Regions from separate parts of the Zea mays genome. Here region 2 is linked to region 1. The links are chromatin contacts, called in public Hi-C maps. All regions are on one chromosome and are shown on one strand. The core of a region is the stretch at or near the end of the contact, and the rest is flanking DNA. Distances in the headings are between cores, read along the strand shown. Region 1 has its middle 190 kb from the start of LOC100278590. Region 2 holds the start of LOC100279147 (DEAD-box helicase family protein).

What was found. Hi-C and Micro-C count contacts between places; a contact is called where the count stands out from the background.
Region 2: a contact with region 1 is called in a Hi-C map of ear, with 4 times the contacts expected there. The contact joins the promoter of LOC100279147 here to the enhancer-like site in region 1. A contact is called at or near these places in 3 of 25 Hi-C or Micro-C datasets (ear, endosperm and tassel).

What each region holds. Positions count from the first base shown.
Region 1 is chr2:81,518,230-81,524,396 of Zm-B73-REFERENCE-NAM-5.0, reverse strand. No RefSeq gene overlaps it. Among protein-coding and RNA genes, the nearest start is that of LOC100278590, 190 kb to the left of the region's middle. Within about 2 kb of position 1,761, at least 18 of the 20 cell types and tissues checked have an H3K27ac peak or open chromatin away from gene starts, as enhancers often do. A contact at or near this core is called in ear and tassel, where this site is marked.
Region 2 is chr2:82,031,473-82,037,324 of Zm-B73-REFERENCE-NAM-5.0, reverse strand. LOC100279147 (DEAD-box helicase family protein) reads left to right here and starts at 2,456. Exons shown (of 6, transcript NM_001152182.1): 1 at 2,456-2,883; 2 at 2,989-3,184; 3 at 3,270-3,342; 4 at 5,808-5,852. The coding sequence starts at 2,550.

The DNA.
Region 1 (6,167 bases), core at 512-3,011:
TAATATAGTTAGCACGAGAAATTCTAAGCGAGGCGAGTTTATGATGCGCGAAACGGCACGACTGCATGCGACACGACGACCATGAGCACCACACGCGGAAAGCGCGCGCGGCCACGTGCAAAGGAGCACGCGGAAAGCGCGCGCGGCCATGTGTTACCATGAGCAAAGGACGCGAGATGATGCGCGCGAACAACACGCGACGATACACGTACAAGACGCGCGGCGCAAACGCGCGAACAAGTAACGGCGATGCGCAAATAGCGTGTGACATGCGAAAACTACTAATCTATGTTGTATTTATACTAAACAAATATTAAATGCAACACTGAAACTGGCATAACCGCTATAACAGGTATTTATCACATGTCTCGATAGAATTAACACTTAGTTCTGATTGGTTAAACACTCGGTTAATCATCATTCAATCACGTAAATTAATTAACGTGAGTGATTCTATACGAAATAGTTTATTGCCGCGTGACAGGACACGCAACCCGCTAAACAAGGTGCGCGAAACGGCACATGCGACAACGCGCGTCGACACGTGTGAACGACACGCACGATGCGCGCGAATGGCACGCGCTGACTTAAAACACGCTACGCGAATATTGATTATGATATTGTATTTGACTTAGCCATAATAGCAAGCAATTGTTGTAAGCACCAATAAAATCATTACTTAACTTTGATTGTGTTGGTACTCGAATAATCACCATTTTAATATGTCGTTAATTAGCACGAGCGATTCTAGGTGGGATGGTTTAGTGAAGCGCGACGAGACGTGCAACGCACGAGAGCGATGAGCACGCTACGCGCGAGGTAGCACGCGCGATGGCGCGGATAGGCAACATGTTTGACGCACGAACAAATGATGGATGCGATGGCGGGGTTATGGACACGTAGGGGGTAGACGATCCTCCATTCTCACCTCGGGACGTCGCACAACGAGGACGGGTATTCAGCCAACGGCGATGGCGAGCTCCAGACGGCGAGTGCGCGGCGATGACGAGGCAAGCGCGACGACAAGCTCGACGGGGATGGCGATGCTCCGGCAGGACGAGCCCGACGGGAAAAGGTGCGACGGGCGGGCACACGCGCACGTCGCACTGGGTGGGGGCCGCTGGCTACACCGGCAGGGGAGCACGCCTGGGCAAAGGCACTGCGCTAGGGCGCGCAGGGCCACGGAAGGCCGCACCGAGTTGCGCTCCGGGCAGGCTGCCGCGCAGGCTGGCCACGCAGGCTACCGCACAGGGCAAGCCGCGGGCCGCCGCTGCGAGCGCGTCGCGGCGGGCTGGCCACGCACTGCGCGCTGTGCTGGGCGTGCTGTCGCGTTGGCTGGCCACCGCACTGGCTGTGCCGAGCTCGCGCGCGCTCGCGCCGGCTGGCCACGCCGGGCGTGCTGCCGCGTTGGCTGGCCACGCCTGGGGTGGAGCAGGGGCAGCTGGCTGGGCCACACCGCCGGCCGTCGCGCCCTGGCCGCCAGCCACTGCGCCAAGCTCGCAAGGTCCCCCAATGGAACCGGCGAGGGAGAAACAAGGGAGAGAGGGGGGAGAAGGTGGAATAGTGCGGGCGTGGGGGCATGTTTGGCGGATGGAGCAGTTTGAGAAGATGAACAGTGGGCGACGCTCGTGCGATTGACAGGTGCGCCCGGCGACATGCGTGGCTGGGAAATGCGGCGGCGCGGGCTCTAGGGTTTAGGGGGAGGGGCGCGCTGCGCCGGGTGGGCCGCTGGCGCGCGTGGGCTGGCTGGGGTGGCTGCTGGGCTGGCGCGCAGAGGGGGGACGTGCGGGTTTGGCCTGCTGGGCCGCGGGCGCGAGGCTGCATACGGGGACGGGCGCGTTGGGCTGCGGGGGGGAAGGCACACTGCGCCAGGTGGGCCACGCGCGTTGGTTGGGCCGCGGGAGGGGGACTGGGTCGTGCTGGCTGGGGTGGTTGTTTCCCCCTTTTTTATTTCTTCTTCTTTTCTTTATCCACTTCTTTCCAACTTGAGCACAACTCACAATTCTCAATGAATGCACAACAAAATCACTCTTCAAACAAAATACTCATGTGTTCCAGCATGATACAACAATCAAAACTCCTTTAGGATTTTATTTTACTTGGTTTACACATAGATATAAAACGAAGTAATTCTTCACCCTTTAGGAAAAACAAAAGAAAAATAAGGAAAAGAGAGAGTAACACCTGAATTTGATGGATATTAGGAAAGAAATTTTATACCCCCAAATTCAGGGTGTTACAACCAGGTACGTCAGTCAAGTGCCTGGCATAGCAAGGTGTCGAGCGCATCGTGGAAGTGACACCCGCGAGCGGTGTCACGAGTGATGGGTCGAGCAACCCATCCCTCCGGCTCCTGCTCCTCTGAAAGGTCGGTGTTGTGGCTCGAGCTGTTGTCGTCGCCTTCGTCGTCGGGGTCTCCTCCAACAGCTAGTCCAGTGGCCGGGACGCGAGTGCTGGTGCAGGGGGCGCCTCCAGCGGGGGCACAGGGGAGCAGCTCCTCACAGACTCTATCTCCTGCTGAAGCGAGAAAGAAGAGCCCTACTGCTCCAGCTCCTATCGCCGACGCTCCTGCTCCTCGGGCAGGTGGTGGTGCAGCCTCTCCAAATGGCTAGACTAACCAGTCACCGGACGGCGAAGAAGACGCTCCGCGAGACGAGAAGGCAAGAAAGGAATGACTGACTTCTGTGCAGTGTGTCTAAGACGAGCCATCTACAAAAGACACTGTAAGCATAAGAGTGAGAATAGAGCTAGTATGACCAGCAAGTAAACCATAAAAAAATTAGGAATTAGAATAAAACAAATTTTTCAGCAAGGTATAATATATATAGTAGAACATAGATTTGGTCGATATGACCAACTTTTGAAGGGATACCAAAGTCAAGGTGATAATAGGGGTCTATAATCCTTAGAGCGACCATTCTACTCTAGGTTAGCGGTCCTACAGTTAGCACGGCTTTGATACCACCTATGTCACACCCGGTTTTAGAAGGCAAACCGAATGCGAACCATGTACGTGCCAGGATCAGCAATTCACGTACACAGCAGTTACATAACTGGACATCATCACACAGTGCTCAAATAATAACATAAGAGAAGGTATAATAGTCGGTTACATCATGATGTCCGAGACATCCACATAGTCTTTAACAATTATCAAAGTGCGGAAAAGAAACATAGATAAACACGGCCTTCACAGGCAGCCGACTAAGGGTTTGCCACTAACCCACGCCTAGAATTCATCGTACTCTTGGAACTCCTGGAAGTCCTCCTCCACGACTTCTTCTTCACCTGAGCAGTGGTTGCAACGCGGACAACCTGGGGGAGGGGGGGTTTGGTGTGTAAAGCAAGGGTGAGTACACATCAACATACTCAACAATATGTCCCGTTTGGCTGTAGTGGACTATCTTCATGTAGGGTTAAATCAAGCAGTTGCTTTTAGATGGTTAGTTTATTATTACTAGTAGCAAGCCAGGTTTTAGCATTAACCCAAGTTATTAACCCAATGTACCCTTTCCAAATGGTAAGAATACCACTTACCATTACCATAGTCATAACCAAAACCATCATCCTCATCACCACCTGTAAACCAAACATCTCTGATCAAGTATCTCTAATCAATGGAGCTCCCTTGGCCGCTCATAACCGCAAGCATGACTGATATATCAGTTTCATAACACTCTGCAGAGGTTGCGCACTTTACCCACAAGTCACGATTCCCTCTTGCCTCTGGCCTATCAAACCCTTAGACACTACTAAGGTGAATAGGCAGTGTTTCACTACGTAGCCTTTACAAAGATTCCCTGAGGTTGTAGTCGCCCGTTAGGTTTCCTAAATGCACCGCACTCCTCCCCAAGGGGCGAACCAACCTTGGAAGAGCGAGCCACATACACCGAGCCCCGTTAACAGCACGACGGCGAAGCGAACTACACCCTAGTTCCTCTAATTATTCAGCTAAGGGCGTCCCATTCCACCCTCATGGTTGCACTGTTTTCCCGGGCGGTCATCCAACGAACCAGTCCTTACGGAGAGGCACTCGAGAAACAGCTTGAGTCCCCTTAAATGCCACCAGTATATCATCATATCAAAAGGGAAAACAGCATATCATAGATAATCTCATCATGTTCATTGATAAATGTGAAGCACTAGCATATGGCTAAACCAAAATAACCCAATCAGAATAGGTAAACAAGGACAAGATAAACAAAAGCTAGTCAATCCTTAGGTATAAACTGTGTAAATGCGGGGAGTGAATTATAAGAATGAGTAGGACATAGATGGGTCAAGGGACACTTGTCTTCACCAACCAGCTGCTGCTCAGGGTCTTCACCTGCAATTCCTTCGGACTCCACCAACTGATCATTATCTATACGAGTTCAAACATACATTCCACACATTTAATACAAAAGAACAGTACACCATACAATAGAATGTTATAAATAAACAGACACTTGGCGCAAGGCTCACACCTACAACTAAGCGAGAAAGAGAGAGTAACGGTTGAGGCTACAGTCGAAGAGCGATCACGTCACACGATTATAAATCAAAATAATCGTCTAAACAGAATGGTATTAATTTGGCCATCGCGCTATACATAGGATAAAATCATGTTCCATGTTTAATCATTATAAATAGATCAAAGTAAATTTTAAAAGGATTGTCACACAGTGAAACGAGCGACGCAACACTTAGACTGAGTTAAGAATAAATCGACTCGTCGCGCGACGGAGCGTACCATGAGACACTTGAATTAATTATGAAAATAACGTCAAGTGCCGCGCGACGAAGCGCACGACGGCATACGTCATCCAAACTGAATTTAAAACGAAGCGTCGCGCGTCCAGTGTATACAAAATACATAATAATAATCTATGCAGGAAAAAGAATCACTAAATTTGGAGTTACGGATTTGAAGTTATGAATTTCCAAAGGTTTTATGTGTTTGGTACAAGATTAATTAAGAGACAAAATTTAATACAGTTTTCATGTTAAAACAGTGTTACTGAGTTATAAACAATATTAATACAAAATTATAGGAACTAGAATGGATCAATTTGGACTAAATATGAACTTTCTAGCGATTAAATAAGTTCAAACAATTATTTTTACATTAAAAATCAATTTCCATATTCATTTATCTAATTTCTCTGCTCTCTGGACTGCGCTGCTATAATCAGAAAGATTAGGGTTTCCTGCGCAAAAATTACTAGACACAGTGCACAGTCATTGTGGATTGCGGGTTGTTTTCTCAAATTGTTGGGGTCTCTTAAGCAAAGTTCTCTGGCCGAATCGGTACAGGCCGATCCCGACCGTCCGATCAGCGATGAGAGGTCACAATTAGACCTAGGTCGACTATCAACCGGTACATGGCGACAACCACCGGATCCGCATTCGACGGTGCTGATCTCGCCTACTCCTGTAATTCCACCAATCCGTCCGATCTCATCACTACGGCCTAGATTTGATCGTGCGAAGGGGTATTCATGATCTAACTTAACCGTCTGCATCTAGATCAACGGTCTGCGCGCGTCTTCCCCAACTCACTCTCTCTCTCCCCGGCGACGAACAACCGAAATCCGTGTGTCGCCGCGGCGCCATTACCGGCCCTAGATGATACGACACTAACGTAGTCCGAACTTACATTAAATCGATCGGTGCTACACGATATACCAACTAAAGGAAAGTATTCGAAGGAATACTCACTAACGATTTTGCCACGCAATGTCCCGACCACGGCGCGCGGCGACTTTGCCCCTCCGGCGAGCAAAGCTCCGATTGCGCCAAATAGAGCCTCGTGCGCACACCAGAGACCGCGCAGGGACACCCTGGCCAACTACCGCGACCACACTGGCGACAGTGAGTTCCGCCCGTGAAAATCTCGGTGGCGAAGTGGTGGCAGGCGAGAGGTTGAGGATAATGGAGGGAGAAGGAGAAAGAAGAGCACGGGTCTCCCCTTTGTACCCAGTGCGGGAGGACGGCACGGTCAGCCCACGCCCGTGAATTTCGCGGCGGAGCTATTGCGTCGGCCGATTTCCACGGCAGGTGGGCGGAGCTGGAGAACGTGGTGGATGACAGTGGGTCCCGACTTCAGCGACTGGCGTTGGGGCAGCGTAGTTCAGTGGATGCGGAACGGGCCCGTATTTCAGTGTTTCACCCACGACATGGCTTGC
Region 2 (5,852 bases), core at 1,207-3,706, 510 kb before region 1:
TTTCACGGGCGTGTGTGGGTCAGGGGTTCGGGTATATGGCGCATGGTGCATGTTGGCCCCGAGTGGTCACATGGCATGGTATATGACGACACTAGACACACATACATGACTAAGAGGGGAGATTCCTAGATTGGGGTTGATCGACTAGGACGTCGGTCTTCTAAGGGGGTGGATTGTGATACCTGGCCCCTAGGATGGGAGATCCTGGCACAAGGCTTAATAGAATTAATAGAGTACTCATATCAATAAGATGCATGATGCGTCACGATGCCCGATCTTCACGACGTAGGATCAATCTTCAGATAACTAGCTTCAAAGAAGCCAAGATAACTTGTTGCAAGCAGCGATAACTAGTGCAACCTGACAAATAAAACTCGAAGACAACCACCATCTTTAACCGGCAGCCTGAATCGAGGATTCACCCAACCACACTCTCAAAGAACCAACCAACATAGCCTACAATCAATCGAGGAGACCTCGAAGAGAGTAAGAGCACCACTTGGGAGCGGATGAAGCCGCCGCTTCTGCAATCCCGCGAAGGAATTCACAAGAGCAAAGGGATAGAGATCACTCTCAATATTTGTTAGCACACAACTAAACAAAGGGGTTCTATTTTAGATTATCAAAAGCTGCCTTACATCATAGACATAGGGGGGTATTTATACTAGTAACAACCAACCTTAGAGAGGTATAAACACGAAACAAAAGTATTTTCACGTGCTAATGTGAAGGAGCCTCTTGGGGAGATCTGCAGAGCTGAATTCCGCGTGGCTGTTTGACTTCTGCGCAGTCTTCAGTATTTTGATAATAACTTATCCTAGGAATCTCCAAATGACGTGGGGCTGGATGCGTTGGAAAGCTAACTTGATAAGCTTTCTCACCATGTATAGCATGCTTAATGAAACTTCGTAGAATGATGCAGTTTAATACGAAAACTTGGTCATCAAGCAGACTGTTGACCTTCTGACCAGTCAGCACTAAAGTAGGTTGGCTGCCTTTTTGGTAGATTTGATTAAGTCGGCTTTAGAAGCATTGGAAACTGGACTTCAAGAGCTTTCCAAAAAGTACTTATGCGCCTTCATAGCTTTTGGGAATCAAAAGATATGACTGTTTCTTCTAGACGGTTCTATAGCGCTGGACTGACTCGGACATAGCTCTTCTTGCTGATTCGCCCTTGATATGTTTTGTCCTTCCTCTTTGGTGAACCTAAGTAATATCAACATACATGACTTAGGTAGCATAGAGTTCTCATTAGTGTTTAATTGAAATTCATAAAGTAGCGCGTGCACCTCTTGTTGTAGCTTCTTAGCTCGGCTACGTGTAATTGGTCCATCAAAGACTTGGGTTGGTGATGATGTTGGTTGTACTTGAGTTGATGTAGTATGACTTGGGGGTTGTAACGTGTTGCTTAATGGCGTGGTCGTATCAATGCATCTTCTTTTTCGAAATTCTATCTCAAAATAACCTCCAAGTTAAGCGTTCTTGGCTTGGAGCAATTTGGGATGAGTGACCGACTCGGAAGTTTTCTCGGGTGCACATGAGTGAGGACAAAGTGCGTACAAAGATCTGTGTTGGTCTGTGGGGACAATATATAATTCTAGAGAGCTGCCAGAAGTAAGTACCACCGGTCCAGGAGTGGACGAGGTGATACATTTCGCATTGGAGGCTATAAAACAATAACCCGATATACCATTGACCACAACCTAGATTCGAGCCAACCTTTATTTGGCCCCAGTTTGTTTCAACTTTTTTCGTACTTCTAGACACCAGAAGCTATTGCGGATTGGCAAACGTCCAGCTTTTTCAGTCCACTTTTATAAGAATAGCTTTGGTAAAAACCGTTCAAAGTCAACGTGAACACATAATCAACTGAGTCATCATAATAGTAGTAATCTGTCACTTTCTAGATTCTAAACTCTATAAACCTCTTAATCTTCTTTCCCACGTAATTCTCATGATATTCAGATTTTCTCTATAACTAAAGCTAAATTTCTAGAGAAGCTCGTGAGAAAAAAGTCCGAACAAAAATGTCTGCCCTTCTAAACTCTATAAACTTGTTTATCTTTTTTCCCACGTAATCCTCATGATATTCAAATTCTTTCTATAACTATATTTTCTCTATAACTAAAATTAAATTTCTAGATAAGCTCGTCATAAAAAAAGTCCGAACAAACATGCTTGCCCTCTTTGTCTCGGCCTCTCGGGCTTATTTTGTGTAACACAACACAAAGGGACCGTTTGTTTTAACTTTTTTCAGCTTCTGGCCACCAGACTGCCAACAACCAGCTTTTCAACATGTTTCTATAATAATTACTTTAAGCAAAACCATTTAAAATCAGCGTGAACACAGAACCAATTGAGTTGTTCTGATTATAAAAAATTGTTACTTTCTACGTTCTAAATTATATGAATTTTTTTATCTTATCTTCACCTAATCTTCACGATACACCTTTTCACATCTAGAGCGGAACAGGCCCAAAGCCCGCAGCTCGGGCTAAAACCCTAACGACCTGGCCTCGCCAAGACGCCAACACACCGGAACCCCCAAAATGGCACCGGCGCCGGAACCGACCGCAGCGGCCGCCGGCCGCAAGCGCAAGAAACCGCACGGGCCCTCCAAAATCATCGCGAAGAAATCCGCGGATCCCAAACGGGCATACGCGAAGAAGAAGAAAGAGAAGCATAAGCAAAAGGAGAAGAAGTCGCGGCTAAAACCCGCCGAGCCGGACCAAATCGCCGCCACCATCGGAGATGGCGTCGCAGGGGCAACGGTCCTACTGTCGGCATTGATGCAGCCGTCGCGGCAGCTCGAGTTTCTCCTCCGTAGCTTCGAGCGCGCCTCTAAGATGCGCCTCTCTCCTCTCGAACTCGATTCCTACTCAGGTATGCACCCCGTTCATCCTCGCGTTGGATTCAATTGAAATCGAGTTTCGCATGCAAGTTGGTGGAACACTACCTGAAGGCCTCTTCTGTTTGTACTCACTGCAGAGGGCTGCATGGTGCAGCTTGCGGAGGGAGCAGCCCAGGACGTCGAGAGCTTCGGTGATCATGTAAAAGGGGTGTTCGGCTCTTCGTGGAAGGAAGAGCTCTGTGAGGGAAATCACATCGATGGTGAGATCGCCGTGGGCAGCCCAACACTTCTGGTTATCAGCTCATCTGCTTTGCGATCTTTAGACCTACTGAGGTAGAATCTGTTGTTCCAAAGTGCAAGAACATGTTTTCAGTTTTGCACTGCATATTCTTTTAGATAATGAAGCAACTGGTTGTAGGGGTTTGAAGATGTTTACTAAAGAATGCCGACCAGTAAAGCTCTTTGCCAAACACTTGAAAGTGGAGGAGCAGGTCTGTATTTTCCCAGAAGTTGAAAATTGGTGTGGTTTATTTTAACTGTTCCATTTTAATATATTTGTCCAATGATCAAAATCCCAGCCGATACTTTGTATATTGCAATTTCTAAAATGTTAATTTTACCACTTCAACCACTACAAATGTCTTTTGTAGAGTATTGGATTGTTTCCTTTAATGATTTGCTGTATCTATAAGTGACTAAACTCATAATTCTACGGTACAACAAATATTGTTTTCGCAAGGACATTATTTTTTCTCTACTGTCTATCTGCATATACCACTCACAAAATCTAGTGGTAGCCCAGTAAATCTGGTACAAATCAGATAATTTTCCATCAATACTTTTGTCTTGGTTGATTTCTTTGGGTCCATAATTTGACTAAAAGAACGTGAATATGCTTGGTCCATGTAAGAGTTTTTTTTTGGAAAATGCATGGTTTTGATTTTTGAAAACAGTGCAAATGTAAATGTCACACCCGGATTTAAGTGCCAAACCTGGGCACGTTTTAAATGTGTGATAGTATCAAGTCTCACACATATGATGACTCATGGTACAGAAACGAATGTCACATTTTTAATATAATGGAGTTCTGTACAAAATAGTTAAATAATTACATCGTACGAAGACAATGATCCAGCAACCATAGTTAACTGGGAGACGACGGTCTAGATCTCTCACGAACTCATCGCGACATCTTTTATGCTCCTTATCCAGCAATACTTGTTTACGACCTTAGGGGATGTGAGTACAGCAAGGGTGATCTCACATACGTTCATTGTTCAACAAGTTGTGGGGAATAATGTGCATGATCTCACTTACAATAATGCTCATGTGAAGTGTAAGGCTTAACAATTGAAATGGTTAAAACTGATCATTGTTTTAAAGTTGGTCAAAATTTTATTAGCAGTTACTAAGTATAAGTAGATACCAACCCAAATAAATAAGAGATCAGTATTAATAACAAAACCCACAATGCAATGCATATGACAAATTAAGTTTAATTTTATAAATTACTCATGTGAGGGTCCGAGCCGCTCATGACCGTGAGCACGGCTGATATACCAGTTTTACATTCTGCAGAGGTTGCACATCTTTACCCACAAGTCGTGTTACCCATTTGCCATGAGTCATGAATCCCATACATCTCTACCGAGGAGACGAGGCAGGGTAGCACTACGACGCCGTTACAAAGTTACACTAGCTTTAGAAAACCCGCTACGGTTTTTGAGAAGGGCGATATAGAAATCCCTCGTCCGAAAAACCATCGCAGCATAATCGACTCGAGAACCTCCCTATACCGCAACTCTCCTACCGCCCTTGACTCTTTCGGGTAAGGTAGTCCTCCACTAGTTTTTCTAATTAGTCAGCCAAGGGCGTTCCATACCATCCTTGTGCTAGCACTGTTTTTACGGATGGTCGCTTCATGTTCCAATTAACTTAATGATTTTGTCATGAACAATAATAAACCAGCAATAATAGTGAAACATGATCATAATTCAATATAGCATTAATCCCAAAACCAGGTAGAGCAATAGCAAGTCTAATCAATAGTTCATTAGTTTGCAAGGTGTGGGATAAACAATACTAGGGTAACCTATTAGGTCCCATCAAATTAACCTGAGCATGTCACAGTGATTAACATGCATGATTTTTTAAAGCGGTAAGGCGAGCCAAGGCGTTGGACCACCGCCTGGACGCCTAGGCGTTGGGCCGAGGGAAGGGGTTTTAGGCCCAGCGCGTAGCTCATCCGTTTTTTCTGTTCTGTTTCCTTTTCTTCTCTTTTCTTTTCTATTTCCATTTTCAAACTTAAATTTAAATTCTTGTTTGATCTTCAGACTTCAAATACATAATAAAATACCAATGTGAGTATAACTCTTTACTGTTTGCCTTAATATTGTTTATTTTACCTCTTATTGTTTACTTATGGAAGGATAATTGACTAGATTAAAATTTTCTTTCTAGATTTTGATTTTCCCAATTCAAATAGCTAATAAGTTCAGACTTCAAAATTAATTCCTCGAAGTAAGTGCACAACCAGATAAACTCCAGCATGATGTATATGTATTTTATGTTTATTTATTCCTTTCTCTTACTTTGCTCACATAGTTATTTTCATGTATGACATCCAATAAGCAAGGAATTCACATTATTATATAACCCATTAGGTGTAATTCAGGTGCAATAATTCACCATCCTATTTATTTAAATGGGACCTGTCTCAACACATACTAAAATAACTCTAATACTAATTGTTGTATAACTAAAGTCTTAGATATCCTTACTATTATTCTTACAAATAATAAAAACTAGCTAATGCTCCTTAAAGCATTATTCAGGGTTTACAGTAAACTATAATACCACACTCTTTTCGGTGTTTTTCCACCTGTAAGTTTTGCTATTATTTTAGATTCCTACTGTTTTGGCTTTAGTTTTTTTAAACTATAAAATTTTCATGCAGGTGGCGATGCTTAATGCTCGAGTAAATATTGCCTGTGGTACACCG